3 separate regions of the Mus musculus genome follow, and all the other regions are linked to region 2. The links are chromatin contacts, called in public Hi-C and promoter capture Hi-C maps. All regions are on one chromosome and are shown on one strand. The core of a region is the stretch at or near the end of the contact, and the rest is flanking DNA. Distances in the headings are between cores, read along the strand shown. Region 1 overlaps Shld2 (shieldin complex subunit 2). Region 2 holds the start of Ldb3 (LIM domain binding 3). Region 3 holds the start of Npy4r (neuropeptide Y receptor Y4).

Region 1 (3,986 bases), core at 700-3,199, 350 kb after region 2:
GTGACAAAAGCTGGAGAAGGGTGGCTCTTGTAAAGAGCTGAAGATGCTCAGTCTCTCCTATAAGAAGCATAATTTGAGTGCCTAGAATTCTAGATTGCCCCTGAAACCAAAGTCCATTTTAGAATGGCCTCTTTTGAAAGAAGTATCCAAATATCTAAAATGACAGAATTATATGGACAGTCTTCTGAAATAATTGCACTTCTCATTAATTTTGTGTGTTATTGAACGTATCTGTGGAAAAGGGCAGTGTTGTGTCTGCTATAGCTTATGAAATATGTGACCACTTATTAAATACCCATTCCCACTAAGCCATGTAGAAATGTGTGCCTGAGTAGAAGAAATGATGAAAGCATCCTAGTCAAGACTAAGGCAAATGGAAGACATCAAGGAGAGTCGCCACTGTTGAACTCCTAAAGAGATGGTCAGAAAATAGAACCCGGGCTAACAGGATGCAGCCTTGCCTATCCTTTGTAAGAGGACCATGACGGCTACTCTTGGTTGCTGACTTGTTTGGATTAAAAAGGAAATTAGTGAAGTGCAACTCTTCATGAGTCTGCGGGGTATTTCCAAAGACAATAAACTAAGGGGGAGGCCTGTTCCGAGTGTGGTGGCAGCTTTGCATAGATTGGGGTCCCAGAGGGTAGAAAAGGGAAGGGAAAACTCCAGCTAGCCCCAGCCCCCTCTCTGCCTCCTGGCTGCTGTGATGAAAACTGCCTTGCTGTGCTGTCCCTTCTACCATGGCTACCCTGACACCTCTGAAACCAGGAGCCCAAATATATCGCTCTGCTTTTATTATGTTATGCCAAAATCTTTGTTTTAGTGACAAAAAGCTGGTTAACAAAAGAGCAAAGAATAAATCTGAAGGCTTAAAGAAACCTTAAATGAGTATGGAGAGGAGAGTCATATTCAGATAGATTCGTAGGCTTTGTTAGTATGCAGAAAGGCAAAAGTAAGGTAGGATCAAAGATCATAGTAGATGTTGTAGATACTCAATATATGTTTAGTAGATGAATACATTGTTAGTTAACATGCTTGAGGTTACAGTTAATGACAAAAGAAACCACATCCGCCACCTTGCTCTTAATTCCTTTTTGAATGGGAACCCAGAACTCACTCAGCTGCAGGCAAGTCCTCCATTATATTCTTTATGGAAGCTGTAAGTAAGTTGAGATCCTGTAGGCAGGGATGAATTCCAAGAGCAAGACCTTGGTGCAGCTTATCGTGTGACTGTAAATGAACCATATTGCTAGCTGTGTTTGTCAGTTAAAGTTATTGTTGAATCAAATAATTATATTATCTCTCTCTTTTTTTTAATGTAGGAGTGGTTCTGATTAAAGCCAAGGTTTCAGAGCTGGTGTTTTCTGCTGCAGCAGCTCAGAAGATAGCTTTGAATGCTCGCAGCACTCTGCAGAGCATCTTCTCCTCTCTTCCCAGTATTGTGTATGCTGGCTGTGCACACTGTGGGTCAGAACTAGAGACAGATGAGAACAGGATCTACAGACAGTGTCTGAGCTGCCTGCCATTTGTTGGGAAAAAAATATTCTATAGGTAAGATGTAAAGAATGATATTTCGTTGGTCTGATAGAAACTACCTATTGCATAAAACAGGACATGACTAAGAACATAGATACCAACCCTTTATAATATAACTAACCAAGAACTTAAGAGGAGAATAAAATTTCCCTAAGTGACAAATAACTATTTATGAAACCAAGAATTGCCAGTAATGAGTCAGACTATTTTAAAGAATTAACTAGATCTTAATTTCTTTGAACAACCATCCTGAGGACTGTTTACTTGTAACCAACATCTGACAGTTTATCCAGAACTCATTTCCCCATCTTGGTATATAACGACAATGTAAAGGTTAAAGTGTTGTGTGATCTCTCCCGGGTTGTTTGCGGAGGCTGGGAAATGTTTGTTTAGCCTTCAGTGCTTCCGTTTCCACCTTTACTTTAGAAGTGAATGATAAGCTGGTCAGTGTATGTTCTCTGGTGAAAGTGTTAACCAGCTCACTCCGTGAAGAGCACGCTGCTTTCAGATCAGTGTTCAGAGTCTTGAATAATTGGTTTTTAGAATCATAAAATTGCAGTCCTTTACAAAGGACTGGAAGTGACTCATGTTTTATGTCCTTTCCTATTATTTATAAATATTTAAATGTCTCAAGAGGAAGCACATGTGTATTCAGTATTTTTGTTTTATCTATTTATTTTTGTGTTGTTTTAGACGAGGTCTTGTTAGGCAGCCCAGGCCGGTCTCAAACTAATAGTCCTATGTCAGCCTGATGTTCACGCACCTCCACGTCCGTCTGCATTCAGCAGTTCATTTGTTGTGGCACACATACAGACGATGCAGAGAGGCAAGGACAGGAAACCTGTATGTGGTGCAGATACTGCGTTTGTTAGAGATAAGGGAGTGAAGCTGGGCCTGGTGCTGCTTGTGGGCCGCCCCAGTACCAGGAGGCTAAAGTAAGACCTCAAGCTCGGGGCCAGCCAGGAGACGTAGCAAGACCTTGTAACTACAACAGAATGAGTAAAGTAAACAAATAAAAACAAGGGAGTAAAGCTTACCTTTTTTCTTAGTTTTCAATCCAGATGATTGAATGTAAGGCCTTATTCTAGGCAAATGCTCTATGTAATTCTTGTTTTTACCTTTTGTGTTGAGACAAGGTCTCACTAAATTACCCAGGTTGGCCTCCTTGAACTTACTTTGTAGCTCAAGCTGGCCTTAAAGTTTGATCTTCCTGTGTCAGCCTCTCAATGAACCAAAGGCCTGCGCCACCAGGCCTGATCAGAAGTTCACTATTGCTTTGTGGATTGCTGAAGATTGAATTAAGGTTCATGGTATACAACAAACATAATGAAATGGACTTGTTAGTAGTTAAAGACCTTCAAAATGAAGTATTGATTCATTTTATGTAACATATTTAGGGGTGATGGGACAAGGTCTTGCTATGTAGCCCAGGCAGGCCTCAGATACATGCCTTGCAATTTGTAGTTAATTGTACACTATCTTTTAAAAACATTATTGAGCAATAAGTCCTGTGCCATCATATTAACTCACACATAGTATGTGCACACATGTCCTCCATACACACACACAATAAAATATTTAAGAATTTTAACTATAGGGCTGGTGAGATGGCTCAGTGGTTAAGAGCACCGACTGCTCTTCCGAAGGTTCTGAGTTCAAATCCCAGCAACCACATGGTGGCTCACAACCATCCGTAACAAGATCTGACACCCTCTTCTGGAGTGTCTGAAGACAGCTACAGTGTACTCACATATAATAAAATAAAAAAAAAGAATTTTAACTATATAATTCAATGATTATATGTATATATATATTCTAATCTTGGAGTTAGATGTAAAGATCAGTGGTGCAGCATTTGACCAACACACATGAGCTCTTGAATTGGATCCCTAGCACCAAACCAAAAAAAAAAATCCCAACCAGCCAGCCAACTAGCCAACCAACCAACCAACCAGCTAGAACAGTAGCAACAACAAAATAAAACAAAACATGCACACACACACACACACACACACGCGCGCAAACAAACCAACAGACAAAACCCCCTTTCCTATCAGGTTCCCAAGTTCCATGGATGGAAGAACCAGATTTTTCTTGTCATGAGTGTACAACAGCATTAGCATATAATAGAGACTCAGTTTGTATTTGTTCAAATAAAGAGTGGAAGAGAGCAAGAGAGAGAATAAGAGCAGATGAGAGACAGACACAGAGGCAGAGGTGGACAGAAAGAGACTGGGGTCTAGGGTAAGAGAGCCTGGAGTTATGTGGGTGAAGGTGTGATGTCTGTAGTCACATTTTGTCTTTACTACTTATGAGTCTGATTCTAAGTTTTGTTGTTTATTTTGTAGGCCGGCTTTAATGACCATAGTTGATGGAAGATATAATACTTGTGTCCATGTTGGGTCAAAGATGATGGAGCAGATTCTTCTCAACATTTCTCCAGATTGCCTCAA
Region 2 (3,842 bases), core at 1,305-3,804:
ATACGAATCTCCGGCCCCTTTCCACGCCGCGAAGCACAGTCTGCCGCTACTCAGCTCAGCAGCCACACTGGGCCCCGCCTGAAGCACGAACCCCGGTTTTTCCCGCTCCCCTTCCAGCAGCGGTTGCCTCTCCCCAGACGCTGTATGTGCTGCGATTGTCCAGACAATGACAATGGCGATGGCACTGGGGAACACATCATTTATTTATGAGATAAACATCTTGGCCAGCTTTCACAACCAGGCCGGACATCTCATTGGTTCAGAAAGCCCTTCCCCGCGTCCAGGGCTCAAAAGCTGAACACAGACTTTACTTTGTGCACTGGGAATACTTTTTTGCCTCTAGCTCCTCCCATAGCATTCTCACTGTGGCCCACACTCACATGTACATGGGCACTGGCAGGCACAGAGGTACCTATTGCATGCACACCAAGCAACAAGTGTGCACACCCTGCCCCTACTCGTTCCATGTTAGCGGTCCAAGTTCCTTCCAGATGTGGATCTGACAAGGCACAGGAAAATAAAAACAAACAAACAAACAAACAAACAGGGTCTCTAGTGATAAGCATGTCTCCTGGTGCGTCAGTGAAGAGAACAGGGCCTGGTCTTCATGCCTCCAGCAGTTTCTTTATTCTGACCCCTAGATTTCCAGATTTAACTCTCACTCCTAAAAACCCATCTCAAACTATATGGGAAGCAAAATAGAGGAGGGACAAAGGCCAGTATGGCCCATGCACCCCTCCCCAGTGACGTGTGGAGCTCCGCCCAGTCTCTGTGTACTAGCTGCTTTCCAACTGGCTTTGGATCTCCCAGGGGAGGCCAAGGGAGGCTGGCCTTCCCCTTTAAGAGCATCTCTCTACCACCTTTTCCTTAACCAGAAGCCACCAGGCAGTGCCAGAGGCCAGAGAAAGAGCCTTCGGCTCCAGGTACAACATCGATGGGGTTCCAGGACCAGGTCTGCCCTTTCTTTCTGGTTATGCCTCCTGGCTGGATCTTCCCCAGCTGGGAATGACAGATAGATGGCCCTGGGGAGCAAGGAGAGAGTTAGGATGGATGGGCTGGTACAGAGGATGGGATGGGAGAGGGATGGGGAGGTCCGGCCTCCTGGCCATGAAGGTGGAGTTGCATGGTACAAAGAAAAGCCCAAGCCCCCACCCCCCACTGCTTCCACTTGCAATTTTCATGGCCTTGGGCAAACTACCAAGTGACCCTGGAACATCACCACTTTTACCGTGCACCCTACATATGGCAGGACTGGGGTGTGAGACCGGAGTTATGACAGCTAGGAAATTACTCACACTCAGGCCAGCACTGAGCCTTCAGGTTAATGTCTTTGAGAGGGCCACCAAGAAGCCACCCCATCTTCCCTGAAACTCAGTTTCTCGAGCTGAGGAGCCTGAGTGAACCTCGATCTATCTCCAGACCACATGAGATCTGAAGTCTCTCTTTTGGGAGGGCAGGCTTCTAGGGGTATCTTAATCCAAACATCATGCTGGTTGAAGTCCCAAGGGCCAAGGCCCCCGCCCAGGGCACACTGTCACCGGGGTATGGGCTGAACATGCCACACATGCTTCCCCCTCTCCTGTCCCTTCTATCTCTGTGTCCTAGCAGCTGAACAAATGGCACACATGGCACTTCTCCCTACCCCCCTGTCATTCCTGCGCAAAGGGCACGGAGCCTGGCGTGAGACGCTGGCAGCTGTAGCTTTCCATGCTACTGTCAAGTTTTCCAGGGTACAAATGAGACAGGAGAGCCAGGAATAACTGCCTGGGCCCCAGAGGGTCTAGAGGGGTGGGACAACCCCAGACCTGGCCTAAGACCTTTATCTTGGGGGTCATGCAGCACCCCCTTCTTCGGACCAGGGCTTTGGAAGATGTTATAGCCACTAGGAGCCTATTATCCGACATGAGTCCCATTGGAATGAGCTCAGGATCCTGTGGGACCTGAGTCCATTTTCTGTGTGACCTTGGAGAATAGATTTAACTTCTCTGAGACTTGGCTTTTACAATCCAAGGTGCCAGGACCCTGTGGAAGCTGATGTGAAGAGTCCTTTTCTGAACTTGGCCATGTTCAAAGCCCTGCCACTACATGAGCATTCTTATGTCCAGACCCATAAAAGCGACCCAGGAGCCAATCATTCTTCTGACCCATTGGAGGCTAAGCTGAGTCCAAGGCCCCACTGGGGCCCTACAAGGGATAAGGTGCCAACTCATGGTCCCCACCAGGGACAACAGAATAGCAAAACCCCTATCCAGAGTGGACCCACTGACTACCACAGAACGTGGACTCTGCAGAGGGTACAAGGGAGGCCAGTCCTCCATGCCTGCCCCTTGGGGATGGGTGTTCTGGGTGCTTGACACCCCTCCCCAGGGACTATATTAGCTGCGTGAGTCATGGTGGACCGGCTGGGAGGCCATGGGCAGGCGGGCCCAGTGTAGGGTTACAGTCCATTTATGGGCGCAGCAAGGGCAGATATCAGTGTCGATGGCATTCACTCCCAGCTATTCTTAGGAGCCTCCCAGGAGCTCTGCACAGCCTGGCCAGGCAGCAAGGAACGCAGCAGGCAAGGCCAGGGGTTGGGGTCTGGGGCCAGGACCAGAGATAGGGGCTGGGAAGATAGGCTGCATAAGGGTCCTCTCACCTGACTCTTCGTACTGTTTGCCTGCAGAGGAAGCCACCGCTGTCAGCACCAGTATGTCTTACAGTGTGACTCTGACTGGGCCTGGGCCCTGGGGCTTCCGTCTGCAGGGAGGCAAGGACTTCAACATGCCCCTCACTATCTCCCGGGTAAGTGCACATGGCCCACAGCCTCATTCTCAAAGGGGTGGGGCATTCTTGGAAGAGGGTACACTCATGACCATCTGTCTGTCAGTCTGTCTGTCTTCCCCAGGGCTCTTGCCCGATTCCTGGTCTGAAGTCCAGGGCTGGAATGGTCTCCTTATCTTAGCCACAGATCAATTTGTTTCACCTCAGCTCGTTCCCTGGACTTTGCCCATCTAAGCAAGACGTCAGGGGCAAATAGCTTGGCATTTTGAGTGGAGGAAGAAATGCTGAGTTGGCAGACTGGGTAAGCTTGTGGGTAGAGAGTGCAGGGCCTTCCCCAGCACGGTAAGCTTGAGGTAGTCCCCAAGCTTGGAATCCCTCCCTAGAAGCAGGCAGCTGCTTAGGAAAGAGCATATCTATCAGGAGGAAGGCAGTGCCAGTCAGGTAGACAGAGGGACAGCGTGTTGTCCTTGCTGCCCTACTGTTTGTCGGATGTAAGTCCAGGAGAGACAGCACTGTCCAATGGAAGTAACACTGAATGTCAGGGGTGATGGGGACAGCTCCTGTGATTTGGAGAAACTGAGGCCCAGAGAGGCCAAAAAGTAGACACACTTGGAAGGAAGAGAAGTTTCATTACTGCTGTAGTCCCAGCCCCTAGGCCACAGCCTGGTGCTATCTGCTCACTATGTGTTAAGTAAGGACACCCTACAAGTCCTGGTAGACGTGGGACCAAAGCTCTCATGGCTTAGGGGGCCTGGGAGGCATACAGGGAACTAGTATAACCTGCTTGGTGGCTGAGCCCCTGGCAGGCCTGATCTGGGCTTACGATGTAGAGTTAGACTCCAGGATGTCACTGTACAGTTGGAGGGTGGAATCAAGTATGACTGGATTGCAGTTTCTTCCATAGAGTGGCAGACAGTGCCCTTGGACCTAGGGCTAGCACTCAGTGGTAGTGGGGAATCCTGGGAAGTCCTGGACAGAGGGCCCAGTGCTCCCTCTGAAGCAGTCTTGGTCCTCCTATCACTTTTAAGCTAGGCACTTTGAGGAGCCTTTGTGGAAGGGCAGTGTCCTTCACCTCTCTA
Region 3 (3,888 bases), core at 832-3,331, 440 kb after region 2:
CCTCCTCCTCCTCCTCCTCCTCCTCCTTCTCCTCCTCCTCCTCCTCCTCCTCCTCCTCCTCCTCCTTCTCCTCCTCTTTTTCTTCTTTGGGCAAGACAGCGTTTCTCTGTGTAATAGCCCTAATTCTCCTGGAACTCAGTTTGTAGACCAGGCTGGCCTGGAACTCACACAGATCCGCCTGCCTGTGCCTCTCAAGTGCTGGGATTGAAGGCATGTGCCACCATACCCGGCTTAATAGCCCACTTTTCAAGGCTCAGTTTTCTCACCAGTGAATCTGGATGAGCACAGCTAGTTAGAGTAAGTGTGAGCACTGCAGCCGGCCCAGGAGTGGTGCTTGCTTCCCTTCCCGCTAGCTCCTTTGTTAGTCTCCAGCCCATGGGTGCTCAGGCCTTTGAAACTGGTAGTGGCTCTCATGTGTTCTTGTGGAAGCTGGCTTCCAAAGGCTCTACAGGCAGCCAGGCCCTTCATAAGTGCCCTGGGACGGTGACAGTGACCGTGATGGTGTCTGAGTTCCTGCATACGCACAGGAGCTAGTGTTCATGGTTCTCTCTGTTGGAGCTGAGTGGCTTCTAAATGGCCAGTGATTTCAGATGTTCTCCTCCCAGGAGCTACCATTATAATCAGGTCCTGTAAAATAAATTTCTTCCTCTGTCAGAGTTGCCTCCATTTGTGTACCTATGGGAGGCCTGGATGGTGACAGACACAAGAAGATACAGAGTGAGGAGACAAGGGTATCGTCCAGCCATCCCATTCGATTGTGCGCAGAGCTGGAGGCTTGTGGGAGTGCATTATGCAGTCGGGCCATGGAAGGTGGCCTGAAGGAGAAGCAGCATATTGCAGCCTGTCCACCTGGGATGAGAGTGGTCCCTAAGGAAGAGGTAAGAGGCACAAACCACAGCCAGTGAGCAGAAGCCTGAAGGCGTAGCAGGGTTTATGCCCCAAATCTGGCTGCTTCTGGGCGGAGCGACTTTAGGCTCAGCTGTGGTCCTGTTGCTTCACCAGGGAGGCAGGGATGAGGATACCCAGCTCTCAGAGCAGCTGTGATGAATAAATAGGGTAATTTCTGTGCAGTTTTAGGTACACCTCTGAAGGACCACTGGCCACAGTGCTAGGAACCATTTCCACTGGGATCCACCTAAGAGTTCCTGTGTGTGGATGATCCTGTTACCCCAGGAGGTCCACTAAGCTCAGATGAGTTTACCACACGGCCTCTTTGGGGGAGGGGTTGCCTTAGTGTATTAGAAGCAATAACCTGGCTCCATCATCGAATCCATTGCTGCAACCCTGCCTGTCTGTTCAGGATTGTCTTGATTGTTTTTCTGGAAGCCCACCCACCTCTTTCCCTCTGGCCACATTGCCCTAATAACCCCCCCAGCCCTGCCTCAGGCCTTGCTGTGTCCTCTCTTTGGGTCACCATCTAAAGAGGACACAGGTCAGCTTGCTCTCTGGAGCTTAACTCATTCCTTTTCTGTGCTTAACTCTTTTCTGCTTCTCCAGGCCTCAGAGCTCTGAATTGATGATATGACATCGGAACCAGATCTTGTGTCATTCAGCTCTGTGTGTACAGTCAGACAAAAAGGCTCACAGTTCATGTTGGGCTGAATAGGTAGAATGAGTTTATGAAAGGTGTCTGGTGTCTATCCATCATCCCTGGATTTCTCCCGAGGATTTCACCATGTTCTTGGAACCCAGAGACTCTAGCTTCTGCCTCCCAGGTTCTGTCTGGGATTAAAATGCAACCACTCCCCACTGTAGGAAAGTACATTTTAAGTCCATTCCGTGGTTGAGGAAACAGGTTGAGAGAGAGGAGGAGGAAGCGTGCGCTAGAGCGTATACATGCAGTGTAGTTTGCCTGCAAGTGGCAGGCTGACTTGTGTGTCTGACTCTAGGGCTGCCAGCACCTCGCCTCCTGGGGGCTGGCTGTGGGTGCGGCTCCCAAAGTGGGCGGTGCTAGAGTTTTGTGGGCGGGTGTGGACTCCCGGCACAGGCAAGGACCAGCGGTGTGGCTGGGGCTGAGGAACAGATCTAGTGCAGAGTCAGTATTCGCCCCAGCGGGATTCAGCAAGAGGTCAAGGTACCCATCTTCCAGGACGCTGAGGGCGCTGCTTGGCTGAGGCCCCTGCAGCAGGGCGCCCGGAGGGCTTCCTAGCCAGGACTTGGTGTCACATCTACAGACAGTAGACCAGGGCTTGGTGCTCCAGTCTCCTCACCTGGGACGTGGTGGTCTGGTACCTCGCCAGGTGAGTGCATCTGAGGAAGTAAGCTGTCTATCTGAAGTGTCAAAGTGTGTGCAGGCAGGCATTCAGAACTGGCGGCTGGTTGTGGGGATTTAGGAGAGGATCATCTGCCAGCAGCTGTCCATCCTAGGGTGATTGACACATCGTGTTCATTGTTTTTCCTTTGATTAGGAAAGGGAACAGAGGAACTTTGGGGCCAGTGGTGCCGGTGGGGGTGGGATTGGTGCTGCACACTTGTGTCCACGGTTCAAAATGAAGTCCAGACAGGGTTTTACTGACTTTGCATGGTGTACGCCCCTTCAACCCAGGGCTATCACCTCCTGTCAGTTCCTAGGGGACTTGATGGCAGCAACGCTGGAATGTGAATGTGGTCACCAGGAGGAGAGAGTCAAGTCAACACTTCTCCAGACCTAGGGCTGAAGAGGCAGGCCATTTCATTGTCGGGCTTTCTGAGTGGTCTTGTGGGACAGGCCAGTGAACTGTCCAACAGAGGATTGAGGGCTTCAGGGACACCCTTTCACGTGTCTGAACCACATCCCAGCATCCTTAGAGGCTCCTCTGGGACCTGGCTTCATAGAGGAGTAGTAAGTGGGGTTTTGTCAATGGATGAGGGGTATATTTAACTGTCTTTAACATCTCCTGGCCACTTGTGCATCAGCGTTGGCACTAACTCACTTCTCTTTCTTCTTTCCAAAAATCTGTGTTTGGCAGGAGGGGTGCCAGGTTGACCAGGGATCCAGTTCTGCTTCCTACAGCTGTAACCTTGGCCAGGGCCTCTCATCTCACTACCTCTCCTCCTTAAGATGGAACCAATGGCGCTGGACCGGTGGCTCAGTGGTTAAGGGCACTGGTGGCTCTTCCTAAGGACCTGGATTTGATTTCTGGCACCCACATAGCAGCTTGCAACCATTTGTAACTCCAGTTCCAGGAGATATCAGTCTCTCTTTCTGGTGTATCTCAGCACCAGACATGCATGTGGTATGCAAATATACATGCAGGCAGAACACGCCTACATATAAAATAAAAACGAAAGTTTAACTGGAGCTAGCGTTAGATGGGACCACGCGAATTTGCCATCTTTACAGCTCAACTACTGATCAAGCCATAGGGCTCAGCCCACTAATGCCTTCCTGGTGGGACTGTGGCATAGCTTATAGTTTAGTAGGATGGCCAATGAAAACCAATTGTATCTTCTACCCTGTGTCTCCTAGGAAACACGAACTCTCAGGGTAAGGTAAGGCCTTGTCTTCTTGAGGAAAGGCATCTGCAGCCTGTCTTCCAAAATTCCTCCCAAACACTCTACTCTGATCCTCCTACTTCAGTGGGCTCAGCTCCTCTCCAAGCCAGGCATCCCCTAGGTTGTCCACGGGAGTCTGCTCATAGCAGTGACGTTTGGATGTTTGTTGCCACAGCCTTTTCTGTGTCTATCTGGAGCCTCATCTTTGGGCGGATGGTGGAGGAAGCACATGGGGTCCATTTTGAATGATCCTGAGCTAATCACTGGCTGTGCATAGGGTTGATCCTCAGCTCTGAGACAGGAAGTATGGGAGTTTGATCCTTTCCAGCCATGGGGCCAGAGGAGTCCTGCCTTACAAGTGGGCTCTGAGCAGGGCAGGGCTTGAGGGTACCACATGCGAGCTGTGTGAGACCA

What was found. A called contact is a pair of places that touch in the nucleus more often than the background predicts. Capture Hi-C pulls out chosen DNA fragments and counts their contacts.
Region 1: a Hi-C map of liver shows a contact between it and region 2, with 2.4 times the contacts expected there. The contact joins the enhancer-like site here to the promoter of Ldb3 in region 2. A contact is called at or near these places in 10 of 39 promoter capture datasets (the 3T3-L1 cell line, cranial neural crest, embryonic stem cells and 5 more), 3 of 484 Hi-C or Micro-C datasets (embryonic stem cells and liver), 3 of 115 datasets of contacts at active chromatin or transcription factors (embryonic basal ganglia, embryonic hindbrain and embryonic stem cells) and 2 of 9 other capture datasets (embryonic stem cells and liver).
Region 3: a contact with region 2 is called in a promoter capture Hi-C map of pancreatic islet. The contact joins the promoter of Npy4r here to the promoter of Ldb3 in region 2. A contact is called at or near these places in 2 of 39 promoter capture datasets (liver and stem cell-derived epiblast-like cells), 1 of 484 Hi-C or Micro-C datasets (embryonic stem cells) and 3 of 9 other capture datasets (adipose tissue, embryonic stem cells and pancreatic islet).

The regions. Positions count from the first base shown.
Region 1 is chr14:34,238,849-34,242,834 of GRCm38.p6, reverse strand. It overlaps Shld2 (shieldin complex subunit 2), which reads left to right. Exons shown (of 10, transcript NM_001360074.1): 8 at 1,320-1,548; 9 at 3,882-3,986. Among named protein-coding and RNA genes, the nearest start is that of Syt15, 21 kb to the right of the region's middle. Within about 2 kb of position 1,949, at least 9 of the 459 cell types and tissues checked have an H3K27ac peak or open chromatin away from gene starts, as enhancers often do. A contact at or near this core is called in liver, where this site is marked.
Region 2 is chr14:34,587,319-34,591,160 of GRCm38.p6, reverse strand. Ldb3 (LIM domain binding 3) reads left to right here and starts at 2,554. Exons shown (of 15, transcript NM_001039074.2): 1 at 2,554-2,784. The coding sequence starts at 2,692. It also overlaps a transcript of Opn4 not described here.
Region 3 is chr14:34,150,612-34,154,499 of GRCm38.p6, reverse strand. It overlaps Npy4r (neuropeptide Y receptor Y4), which reads left to right and starts at 2,081. Exons shown (of 2, transcript NM_008919.4): 1 at 2,081-2,240.